3 separate regions of the Mus musculus genome follow, and all the other regions are linked to region 2. The links are chromatin contacts, called in public Hi-C maps. All regions are on one chromosome and are shown on one strand. Each heading gives the region's core, a stretch centred on a gene start, on an enhancer-like site or on the middle of the called end of the contact. The rest is flanking DNA. Distances are from core to core; before and after follow the strand shown. Region 1 overlaps Capn9 (calpain 9). Region 2 holds the start of Fam89a (family with sequence similarity 89, member A). Region 3 overlaps Capn9 (calpain 9).

Evidence for each region. A called contact is a pair of places that touch in the nucleus more often than the background predicts.
Region 1: a Hi-C map of liver shows a contact between it and region 2, with 4 times the contacts expected there. The contact joins the enhancer-like site here to the promoter of Fam89a in region 2. A contact is called at or near these places in 2 of 39 promoter capture datasets (embryonic stem cells and hematopoietic stem and progenitor cells), 1 of 484 Hi-C or Micro-C datasets (liver) and 2 of 9 other capture datasets (adipose tissue and liver).
Region 3: a Hi-C map of epidermal suprabasal cells shows a contact between it and region 2, with 4 times the contacts expected there. The contact joins the enhancer-like site here to the promoter of Fam89a in region 2. A contact is called at or near these places in 8 of 39 promoter capture datasets (HPC-7-derived erythroid cells, cranial neural crest, embryonic stem cells and 4 more), 4 of 15 datasets of contacts at CTCF or cohesin (CD8 T cells, embryonic stem cells, large pre-B cells and 1 more), 33 of 484 Hi-C or Micro-C datasets (B cells, the Ba/F3 cell line, CD4 T cells and 18 more), 1 of 115 datasets of contacts at active chromatin or transcription factors (double positive thymocytes) and 4 of 9 other capture datasets (adipose tissue, embryonic stem cells, liver and 1 more).

The regions. Positions count from the first base shown.
Region 1 is chr8:124,587,371-124,591,136 of GRCm38.p6, forward strand. Capn9 (calpain 9) reads left to right here. Exons shown (of 20, transcript NM_023709.4): 2 at 1,663-1,732. Among named protein-coding and RNA genes, the nearest start is that of Capn9, 13 kb to the left of the region's middle. Within about 2 kb of position 2,226, at least 12 of the 459 cell types and tissues checked have an H3K27ac peak or open chromatin away from gene starts, as enhancers often do. A contact at or near this core is called in adipose tissue and liver, where this site is marked.
Region 2 is chr8:124,749,910-124,753,558 of GRCm38.p6, forward strand. Fam89a (family with sequence similarity 89, member A) reads right to left here and starts at 1,957. Exons shown (of 2, transcript NM_001081120.2): 1 at 1,631-1,957. The coding sequence starts at 1,900.
Region 3 is chr8:124,615,264-124,619,243 of GRCm38.p6, forward strand. Capn9 (calpain 9) reads left to right here. Exons shown (of 20, transcript NM_023709.4): 18 at 890-1,006; 19 at 2,170-2,228; 20 at 3,219-3,468. The coding sequence ends at 3,245. Among named protein-coding and RNA genes, the nearest start is that of Capn9, 41 kb to the left of the region's middle. Within about 2 kb of position 2,513, at least 110 of the 459 cell types and tissues checked have an H3K27ac peak or open chromatin away from gene starts, as enhancers often do. A contact at or near this core is called in the HL-1 cell line, adipose tissue, epidermal suprabasal cells and 4 more, where this site is marked.

The DNA.
Region 1 (3,766 bases), core at 976-3,475, 160 kb before region 2:
AGAAGGATCCCAAGTTCAAGGACGTCCTGGGTTACTCGGGAGTGCAAGGCCGGCTCGACAACATAGTGAGACCTGTCTCAAAATGAGAAGTAAAATAAAACCGGGGGTGTTGATCAGAGGTGGGGTTCTTGCTTAGCATGTATGAAACCTGGGTTCCAACCTCAGCACAGGTGGATGGGTAGACATGGTTGATCAGAGAAGCTAATACTGGAGTTCTTTATTACCTCTGCCAAGTCAGGGGTCCTCGGAACCCTGCTGCACTGGTGCGGAGTAGCAGGTGACTGCGCGCCTGCTTCATGTCATGTGACCTCATTCTTATGGAGTTTAAAGGCCTTTCTTGTATACACATAGGGTTGAAAGTATTTAATCCCAACCTGAGGTTTCTACCCTGCCTTTGCTATTTAAGTTCCTGGGTGAAAGACACATACAACCTTTATATTTACAATAAGCCTTAAACAGCACAAGAGCTGGACAGATATCTACCCTCTATACTATTAGAGTCTACTTTCCTATCGATAACCCCAAGTTATTACTTGCTATGTTTCATCTGGGCTGCTCTTAGTGCCATTGGCCAGCCCTCAGGACCATGTTCTCTTGACTCCTAACCTATGGCTGCTTCTTCCTCCTCCTGCACTCTTCCTCCTCATGGCTCCTCTCTGACCACAAGCCCTCTAACCCTAAACCCCACCTATGTCTCTTCTGCCCAACTATTGGCTGTTGGCATCTTTATTTACCAATCAAAATAACTTGGGGACAGGGTCATGTGGCCTCAGTGCAGACTCTCTGCTTGTTTCTTGGGCAGCCAGCCTTGAGGCCCAATATTAACATTAGAATACAATCAGCATCGGGCCAACCCACTACATATACACATTTTAGAGAGGTGGTAGGACATGCCCTTAATTCTGGCACATGAATGGCAGAGGTAGGAAGATTCTATGAGTTTGAGGCCAGCCGGATCCACATAGCAAGTTCCGGGACAGCTAAAGCTACATAGTGAGACCCTGTCTCCCAAAACCCACATGTTTTACATAGTTGCTTTTACTTTTTAACATTTTATATAGAAACATGTTAAGTTTCTACATGTTTATAGTTATACACACAAATTATAGAGTATTACATAAAATACCTAATAGTAATGTGTAATAAAGTGTACATAGTACATGTGGGTAAGATTCTGAGTGATATGAAGACAGCCCTCTAGATGGGATAAGGATATAGAAGATCTGCTGGGAAAAAGGGAGCAGCCGGGTGGGGCATGGAGATCCTGCCTGAGGTGCCGGATCACATGCTCCTTAGGTGGTAAAGAGCTTGAAGACCCAAAGCTGGCAGTTCTCATGGTAAAGGGCTGACTGGAACCTGCCTGTGCCTGACTTTATACTTGACTGACATCCCAGTTCCTCATTAGCTATGGTGTGAGTTTCTATAGAGGAAGGGAGTGGGGTCGGGCTCTCCCCTGGGCTGAGCTATGGACGGACTAAGCTGAGCCCAGGAAACTCAGAAACTCATAGCATAAGCCCCTGGCAGCTTTTGCCTCCTCCTGGCCTGCTGCAGGAGAAATCAAGTGCACTAGACTCTGTCTCCCTGGGGGTGGGGCTGCCTGTCTCCCTTGGGCAGGGCTGTGGCTGCTTTGGGCCTTCCCTTAAGATGCTCTCAATCTTCCAGGAAATTGTGGAAAAACCAGAATTCATTCTTGGAGGGGCCACCAGGACCGACATTTGCCAAGGGGAGCTGGGTAAGTAGAGAGGAGAGGGGATGCCCATGGGTCACACCTGAGTGGCCCCCAGAGCCAGAGCCACACAGGCCACTGAGGATCAGGACACAGGGCTGGGTAGAACAAGGCCACCACCTGGCCCTCCCCCTCCCTAGTGTGCAGGTGCCTTCCCTGCATGGAGGACAGAGGCTTCTCTACCCTGGGGCACTCCTCATTTTCTGCTAACATTGTGTTTGGGCTCTGGGCCTATCTAGAAGTTCCCAGAGAGCTGAGCCTTCCCTAAAAGCAACACCTGATTCAGAGGCTCCCGACCCTTTGGCTCCCCAATGGTGGCTCATGGTTTTATAGCTCAGTGCCACCTACACTGTGAGCCTGTTCCCTGCCATGTCCTCTCCCTAAGATTACACACTTCTGCTCCTTTTTCCAGCCACCTTCCCAACGTTGTATATGAGGGACCGAGGCAAGGGAAGCAAGCAGTGTGTCCAAGGTCACGAGTGACAGATCGACAGTCAGATTGCAAAACCATGTTGGCCTCAGAGTCCATGCCTCCTGCCAGCACACCCCAGGAGTTTCCATGCTCACAGTGTTCCTCCTACAGGAACCCTGGTGGACCTCACAGCAGCATCAGGAATTAGAGTAAAACTAGGCAAAGTTTGGGTCTGGAGAGATGCTCAGCTGTTAAGAGCACTGACTGTTCTTCCAGAGGACCTAAGTTCACTTCCCAGCAACCACATGGTGGCTCACAACCATCTATAATGGAATCCAATGCCCTCTTGTGTGTCTGAAGACAGCAACAGTGTCCTCATATAAATAATATGAACAAATTTTAATTAAAAAAAAAAACCTGGGCAAAGCTTACTCTTACTGACTCTGCAAAAGACAAATACATTGTGGAATGTGCTAAAGAAGGAAGTATATTGTGTAGACTGAGCTACCCAGAGCGCAGGCTAACACTGTGGTCACTGTGGTTAGAACAGATCATCTGGAATCTCAATGAGAGCCTGAGGTGTCTTCACATAGAATCCCAAAGCCAGCTTCCCAAACTGGTGACAGTTAACTAGATTGAGAAGGAAAGAAAAGAAAAGAAAAGAAAAGAAGAGAAGAGAAGAGAAGAGAAGAGAAGGAAGGAAGAGAGAAAAGAAGATATGCAGATGATATATTGAAGACAGAATAGTCAATAGATAGATAATATATAGATGATAGAAGACAGGTAAATTGAAGACAAAATATATTGAGAGATTATAAAAGACAGATCATATATAATAAATAGATAATTGGATGATAAATGGTGATTGATGGTAAATAATAGATATATGATTGATAATACAGATAGATAATAAAAAGATAGATTGATAGATAGACCATAAAAAGTCAGTAGATCATCCTAAATAGACAGATATGATATATGGTTGACAAGTGGTAGATAGTACAATTGATACATAAGTGGTATGTGGATGGCCGATGGGTGGATAAAAGAATGTGGATGGGTGGATGATGCATGGGTAGATTAGTGATGACTGTCTTAGTTAAGGTTTTTATTCCTGCACAAAAATAAATCATGACCGAGAGGCAAGTTGGGGAGGAAAGGGTTTATTCAGCTTATACTTCCACACTGCTGTTCATCACTAAAGGAAGTCAGGCCTGGAACTCAAGCAGGTCAGGAAGCAGGAGCTGATGCAGAGACCATGAAGGGATGTTACTTACTGGCTTGCTTCCCCTGGCTTGCTCAACTTGCTTTCTTATAGAACCCAAGACTACCAGCCCAAGGATGGCACCACCCACAATGGGCTGGGCCCTCCCACCCTTGATCACTAATTGAGAAAATGCCTTACAGCTAGATCCATGGAGGCATTTCCTCAAGGGAGGCTCCTTTCTCTGTGCTAACTCCAGCCTGTGTCAAGTTGACACAAAAAAACCAGCCAGTACAGATGGATAGGCAGATGAATGAGTGATAGATGGGCAGATGATGTACAAAGATACACGGATGGATGGGTGATAGATGAATGTTGGATGGGTGGGTGATGGGCAGATAGAGGTCTGTTACCAGTCCAAGGC
Region 2 (3,649 bases), core at 707-3,206:
ATATAATTTACACAGGCCACATGCATGCTAGGCAGGCCTCTGCCACTGGGTGACAGGACCAGTCTTAGGACTGTGATTTTTGTTTTGTTACTAAATACTTTCCATCAGTAACCAATCAAACAAAAAACTTGGGTCATCTTTGATTCACTTCTTTCTTTATCAGCTTTGGGGACCCATTAGCAATCCTTGTGAGTTTCCCAGGTGCACCTAGGGCATTTTCCAGGCCTCCTATACTCATAGAACATCCCAGAGTTCCTGCTCCTGAGACCGGTGATCCGGTGATCCGCAGGCTTCCCACAGCTACAGGGCCACCTCCTAACCTCTGGTTCCTGTCAGTCAAGCCTGAGGCTGAGAGGCTCAGGGCACCACTCAGCTCAGCAATCTCAGAGTTCTCTCCCGGTCACTTCCGGCCTTCCCACCTCCCTGACTCCATAGAGAAGTCCCCACTGTATTGGGGGACACGCCCTCTTTCTGTGCTTTGTCCCTTTCTCTGGCACTTGTCACATTCTGTCCCGACATGAATTATATCCCCACCACAGATTTGACCTCTGGCCCTCAAATTAAATAGATCGACACAGACATTCTGCAGAAGGCTCTGGAATGAACGACTATTTTTAAGCGAGATGTGAACTGTCTCGGAAACCTCACCATTCCCCCAGGACAGTAAGTCTCTTGAACAGCTAGCTACCAGACAGACGGAAGAGCCTCGTGATGGTTTTCTGAGAAGGCCTGTCAGGGCCTGTAGCCAAACCCTACCTTTAACATTGTTATCAGGCAGAGTGACAGCAGCTCATTTCCTATAGCTGAGCTCCGGAGCTACCGCCCAAGGCATAATTATAAGGTTCTGTACCTTAGTCATAGCAGGAGGGACCTGGGAAATACCTTCGGGAATGTAGCTGGGCTCCCAAGCCTCCCTAGCATGTTTATAAAGCAGAGCTTCACAACCAAGAGTCACCATGCGCCTTGCGTCTTATGCAAGAAAAAAAAAATACCTCAAACACTTGGGGGGCCAGTCTCTTTATTTCACTCAGCCATTCATGATTAGGCTGTAAACACACTAAGTATGGATTTATCTAAGCAAATGCAATTCGCTAGATGTATTAGGCTCAGGGTAGAAGATCTTAGTCTAGGGGAAAGAACTTGGATGGGTGGGTTGCGTGGGTCTTTCCCTACCTGGCTAGCCACAGGAAGCAACCTGGGAAAGAGCTCCCTGCGGCCCAAATCTCTGCCCTGGCATCACCCTGAATCGTGCGTCCTGGTGCAGGAACACCTACTCCACTTCGCAGGAGGGAGAAAAAAACTAAACCCATTGTTTGTGACCAGACATAAGGACTTCACCCGGCCGAGTACCGCTTCCGCGCCGGTAATCGGATTCCTGGAGGGCGGCCGGGGAGGGGCCCGGCCACCCATCTGTTGTTCACACTGACCCGCAGGCGCACAGGAAGCCTGTTCTCCTGAGACCCGGCAGGCGAACCTCGCCGCGCCCTGACCTGGCCCGGGAGAACCCCAGCATCTGAAGCTGCCCTGCCGGAGGTGATGTGAAGCCGTGGGAAGCCCTAGAGGGGAGTCCGGGCTTTCAGGGACCAAAAGAGAGTGTCCCACGACGGGACTCACGGCGCCTAGTCCTTACCATCTCCTTGCGCAACAGCGCCAGCGCGGCGTCCAGGTTGGGGGGCTTGGTCCGCATCCCGGCCGCCCGCGCCCCGCCGCCGCCCGCGCCCCCTCGGTTCAGCTCGTCCTGGATGCGCGACTTCTGAGCGTACAGCCGCTCCAGGTGCCGCCAGCCACCCGCCGCGCCTCCCGCCGCCGAGTGCAGCAGCCCGCTCAGGCTTTTGGGTAGCGGTGGCAGCCCGTCCACGCGCAGCCCCCGGGCCATGCCGGCGGACCCGGTTCCGCTCATCTCGTTGGGGCGCCGACACACGCGCGCGCAGCTTAGCCTAGGTCCCTGGAACCCGACGGGTCCCCACCCACTTCCCGCCCGCCCGAGTTCCGCCCGCTGCCCGGCCCTTTGGTCTCCGCCCCTCTCGGGACCCGCCCCTCTCCTCGGCTCTGTGCTGCTGCAGTGAGGCGACGCCCTGCAGGGCCCCCTGGCCTCCATCTCGACCTCCACTCATCTGCGCTCCGGACTAGCCCTCGGGGACACCTTAAGTCTTAGCTCTGTGAACCCTACGTGCAAGTCCCCTCCCTTTTTCGCCACACCACCAGCGGGTCTCCACCTCACTGTGTCCCACCTCCAGTCCTGTGCACCCCACCTCCAGCTGGTCACCTCCGCTATTCTCTCAGCCTCACCTCCAGCCTCAGGCCCATCCTACCAGCCATTCTGCACCCCTGGCCCCAGCGGTCTTCCGTCCTCCACTCCAGATGGGCTCTTACTCCCTTCCCTGTCCACGCTTCTGGCTGGATGATTTTGGTCTCTCTGGCTTCACTCTGACCAGCCACTGAAACCACTTTTATCTACCAAGGGGTCCAGTCCCCGCACCGACCCCACCCCGTGCTGCCTGCGCCCTAGCGTGGGCGTGATGATCGCAGGTGCTGGCAGCAGCCAGAACCGCACACAGTACTCATTCACGAGGCCTAGCTTGCCTCCTCTGTGAGCGTCAAGGTTTTCCCCGAACTTCAGCAGCCAAGGAGAGCGCCAGCCACACTTTGCTCACTCTTTTAAAGAAACGAACCAACTTGTCTTTCAGCCCTATCTAAAACAGGGAATAAGGACTCTGCCCCACCTGGTGGAAAGAGAAAACCGTCTCCTGCAAGTAGTGACTCAAACGCTCCATTCATGACATGTGCACACACGCGCGTGTGCACACACTAAAATAAGTAGGTGGAATTTTTTTAAGTGAAATCTCAGGGAGTTAGAGAAAGACGTTGAATCTCGGGACTTCACCAACTTCAGCAAAACTGAGTAAAAGTACACCCTGAAGAGAAGAGAGATGGATCAGGGAGAGAATTCGCCCTTCCAGGAAGACTCAAACCTTAGCAAAAGGTAACCGGCTCAGATTCAAGATGAGGAAACAGAAGTCTGGCCAATAGCAGAGAAACCTAGAGTCAATATCAAGAACTTCGATGCCAATGGCTACTCAGTCTAACTATAAAGGGACTGAATGACTCTGAATTAATCCAGCAGGAACATGTTTCAGGTAGTTCAGATACCTTCTATAAATGTGCCCTCTTGCTTTGGGGGCTTTCTTCTGCTGTGCGTGGAACCCACCCCGAAAATCAATCTGAGAAGTTAGTGTTGAATCCAGCCAGACAGTGAGATCCGAGGGGCACCCAGGAGACCACCTACCTACCTGCCCAGTATTTTCCCAGTAATCCAGTGTCTCACCTTCAGTAATTATCCAGCCACCTTCCCAAACCCTAGGCCATCCTTCATCATCTACCTGTTAAGCAATTGGGGAGTCTGAGATTGTCTGTGTGGGAGGAAGGGAAGAAGGGAGGGGAGGGGAGGAAACAGACCTGCCTTTCACAACCTGGCCTGAATTCTCTTTATCACCTGCCACCTTACCACAGCCTCTCTAGAAGACCTAGCAGAAAGGTCAAGTAAGCTGACGGAGCAACAGGAAGCATTTGAATACATCGGCACTGAAGTCACCTTAAAGTCTCTCCTTGTCAGGGAGACAGAAGCTGAAGGAAAGAGTATGGGACCAGC
Region 3 (3,980 bases), core at 1,263-3,762, 130 kb before region 2:
GAAGGCAGGCAGGAAAGAAGACTCATTTCCAGGCAGCTAGGACAAAGGTCTCAAAGCCCACTCCCACAGTGACACACTTCCTCCAAGGCCACACCCACTCCAACAAGGCCACACCTCCAAATAGTGCCATTCTGTGGACCAAGCATATTTAAACCACCACACTGACTAATGAGGAAAATGAAGGCTGGAGAAGTGGAGCCATGCCCTGTGGTGGCCAGGCCATGTTCAGGGCCACACTGGCTCCCAGTGTGCACAGCTCCAGCATGATGTGAGGAATGAGCCCCTACACAGCACCCCTCACTGAGGGTGTCAGTCCCTTAGGAGATATCTCCAATACCTTGAATCTTAACGATCTTTTCTTTTTAATTTACTTTTATTAGTTACAGTCCAGTCATTACCCCCCCTTCCTGGTTCACTCTCCTACGGTTTCTCCTCCCTCCTGTCTCCAAGAGGTTATTCCTACCCTCCACACCTACCAACCTTAAGGATCTTAAGAAATACCAGTGGGCTGAGGAGATGATCACACTAGCCCAAGGATATGGGTTCAATCCCAGAACCCATGTAAGTAAGGCATGTTAGCCTGGACTTGTAATCCCAGCATTGGAGAGGCAGAGACAGCAGGGTTTCTGAAGTTTGCTAGCCAGCTAGCCTAGCCTACTTGGCAAGTTCCAGACCAGTAAGGCGGGGAGAGGGGGGTGACCCCAAGGAATGATAGCTGCTTTTGTCCTTTGGCCTCCACCCACACTTTTGCACATGGACATCCACATGAACACGTGCACACAGGCGTTGCACACTGAATAATTCACTTCTGTGCCTCTGGAGGTCCCGGAGATGTCTGCTCACCATGGGGTCATCCAAGGCAAGTCCTGAGTCTCCTGTGTCTCCTCAGGCTTTCAGCTGGGTGGCCATCTCCTGCAGCTGATTGTCCTCAGGTATGCAGATGAGGACCTCCAGCTGGATTTCGATGACTACCTCAACTGCCTGGTGCGGCTGGAGAATGCAAGCCGTGAGTACGCATGGGACCCCTGAGTGTACAGGCGAGCTGAGAGTGTGCAGGGGAGCCCTGAGTGTGCATGTGAGTCCTGAGTGTACAAGGGAGCCCTGAGTGTACAGGGAGCCAAGAGAGTCCTTGGACCCTTGGGAGCACAGAGTGCCCAGCTCAGGGTCTCCAGTCACCATCTATGAATACATAAGAAACAACCTGGGGGGAAAAAGGCAGATCTAGGACATGGAGGGCCACCGTGGATGTCTGTGCAGACACTATGCCCTGTGGTCAGCTGAGAGACAGAATAAGGTCCTGTGGTTACACACCTACAGGCTGTGAAGGGCTGTGAGTGGACAGGTTTCACACCTCCTACTGAGGAAAAGTCAAGTCCCCTCACAAAACCCAAAATGAGAAGTCTCTGCCCCTCGCTTGTTCTCCCCTGAAAGCCCCAGACACAGACCCAGTCGTTTAAGCAGGGTCTGCTGTACAGGAAAGATGGAAGGCTTGTGTGCAGGTGCTCTACACAGGAGATTCATGGACACACTCTCTCCCAAAATAGCCCCCAAGGGTGGCCAAATGCATCCAGGGCAGCTCAGCCATCCATTGTCCCTTCAGCTGCAAACGAACATGTCCCAGTATCTTGTGGTTTTATAATGCACATGCATTTTACACACCTGCACAGCCATGGGATGCCCAGTACACACCTAGAAATTTTACACACCTGCACAGCCATGGAATGCCCAGTTCATAGTGAAGTGTCCCCAGTGGGATGACAGGATGTTGTCACTATTGCTTGGGGCACTTAGCATCCAAGCAGGTCCATGCTACATTCATATTCTCTCTTTCTCTCTCTCTCTCTCTCTCTCTCTCTCTCTCTCTCTCGCTCTCGCTCTCGCTCTCGCTCTCGCTCTCGCTCTCGCTCTGGGAAAGCCCCTCCTCCACCTTGCTAATCAAGGTTTGGCTGTATCTCTTCTGGAGGTAGGAATCTGAGGTTCAAATTAGACAGTCCCTTCTCAGATCACCCTGGCTAGGAATTGAATCCTTTCGATCGTCTCCACCCCACCATGCAGGGAATCTGATCTCCACTAGAGGGAGCAGCTACCCACAGATTTCCCAGTGGTCCAGGAGCCCTTAAACCTGCCCAGGGGTCTGGCTCTACTGTGACGCTGCCTCCCTCCCAACAGGGGTGTTCCAATCTCTCAGTGTGAAGAACAAGGACTTCATCCATCTCAACATAAACGAGGTATGGCCAAGCAGACCCCGGCCAGGGCGCAGCAGAGTATGAACACGCTAAGTGGATCCCCCAGGCAGGACGAGCGAGCACTCGCCGTGGGCAATTACTCAGTGCAGAGGCCGGTGTTTGTCCTTTTGGCAGTCAGCATAATTAGCGCTATAATCCTGTGAGCTGTGGGTGTCTTCATTGCCCTAGTGTCTGCTCATGTGAGCCCCAAGAAAGAGGGTGTGGAGTAAACAACGTTCCACATAAACACGAGCAAGCCTGGTGAGAGGAAGGGAGAAATGAGAAGCTTCCAGCTGCTTCCGCAGCCTGGCAGCTCGCTTGCTCACAAGGAGCCTGAGCTACCACCCTGCCTCCCTTCCCTTCAGCTCCACTATGGTAGAGGGCCATCTTTCTCTGGAAAGGTGGGTCACCAAACTCACACTACCCTGCCCAAGATGTCTCTGTGAGGCTTCCCCTTCAACAGGAACAAAACACATCTTATCCCTTTGTCCTATCCGCCCTCTACTGAAAGTGCACTTAGCCTTTTTCAAGGTTTATCTGACTGGGGAGATGGGCACAAGCAGAAGGGCCCACGTTTGAACCCTACGACCCGTGTAAAAAGCCAAGTCTGGCGGCATGTATCTGCAATTCCAGCGCTGTGTGGGGGCTGAGGCAGGTGGATCTCTGAAGCTCACTGGCCAGCCAGTGTGGTCATGGACAATTAGTACCTACAGGTTCAGTGAGAGACTTTTTCTCGAAATAGAAGATGGGGAGAGAAATGCCTGGTCTGCACCCACATACACGTATGCATGCATACATAAAATAATTATACATGCGACACACCCAGCAATCTGTTTTAATTTAAATTTTAAATAAATGGTTTCATGTTGAGTCAGAAGGCCAAATTTGTGCAAGATGACCGACCAGCAAGAGTTCTTGCGACATAATACAAACAGAAGCCACTCCTCAGTTGCTAGGCTGGATTTCTAAAGCCTCATCTCTCTTTACTTCCAGTTCATCAGCCTGACCATGAACATCTGAGGTTGCTCTGACCCGATGCCGTCTGCCCCTCTGATACTCAGCTTCTGGATCATGAACCTCGAAACTTTTTTTTAGAGGGCTGCCCCGCCCACTGCTCTCTCTCCTCCCGGCCTCACACCACCCTCCTCCCCTCTCCATAGTGAGTTAGAAGAATCTAAAGGGATTGGCTGAGTTCTCTGATTCTGTGGAACTTCTTATAAAATCATTGCTCTACAAGAACCTACGGTACCATCTGTGTCTGTGTGCTCAGGCCTGGGGTTGCTGTGTGCTCCTCCCGCCCCCGCACCTCCCCCGCGCCCCCCCCCCCAACTGGTCATTCAATGTTCCAGTACCCAGAGTCCTGGCTCCAATCATGCTATTAAGACACACACACATGATGCTTTTCTTTATTTTCTTTATTCAAGGGGAGGTTAGTGAAAATGTTTATCTCAGAATGAGAGAGCAGAGCCTGATGATGCTGAGGGTCTAAAGTGTTATGGGGTAACGTGGAAATTATTCTGATGTACTACTTGGGGAGACTGATGGCAGTACTGTGTGTGTGTGTGTGTGTGTGTGTGTGTGTGTGTGTGTGTGTGTTGGAGGACAACCACAGGTATCCATTCCTCAGGTACTATCCACCTTGCTTTTTAAATATATATTTTTTTTGTTTGTTTGTTTGTTATGGATGGTTGTGAGCCACCATGTGGTTGCTGGGATTTGAACTCAGGACCTTTGGAAGAGCAGTCAGTGCTCTTA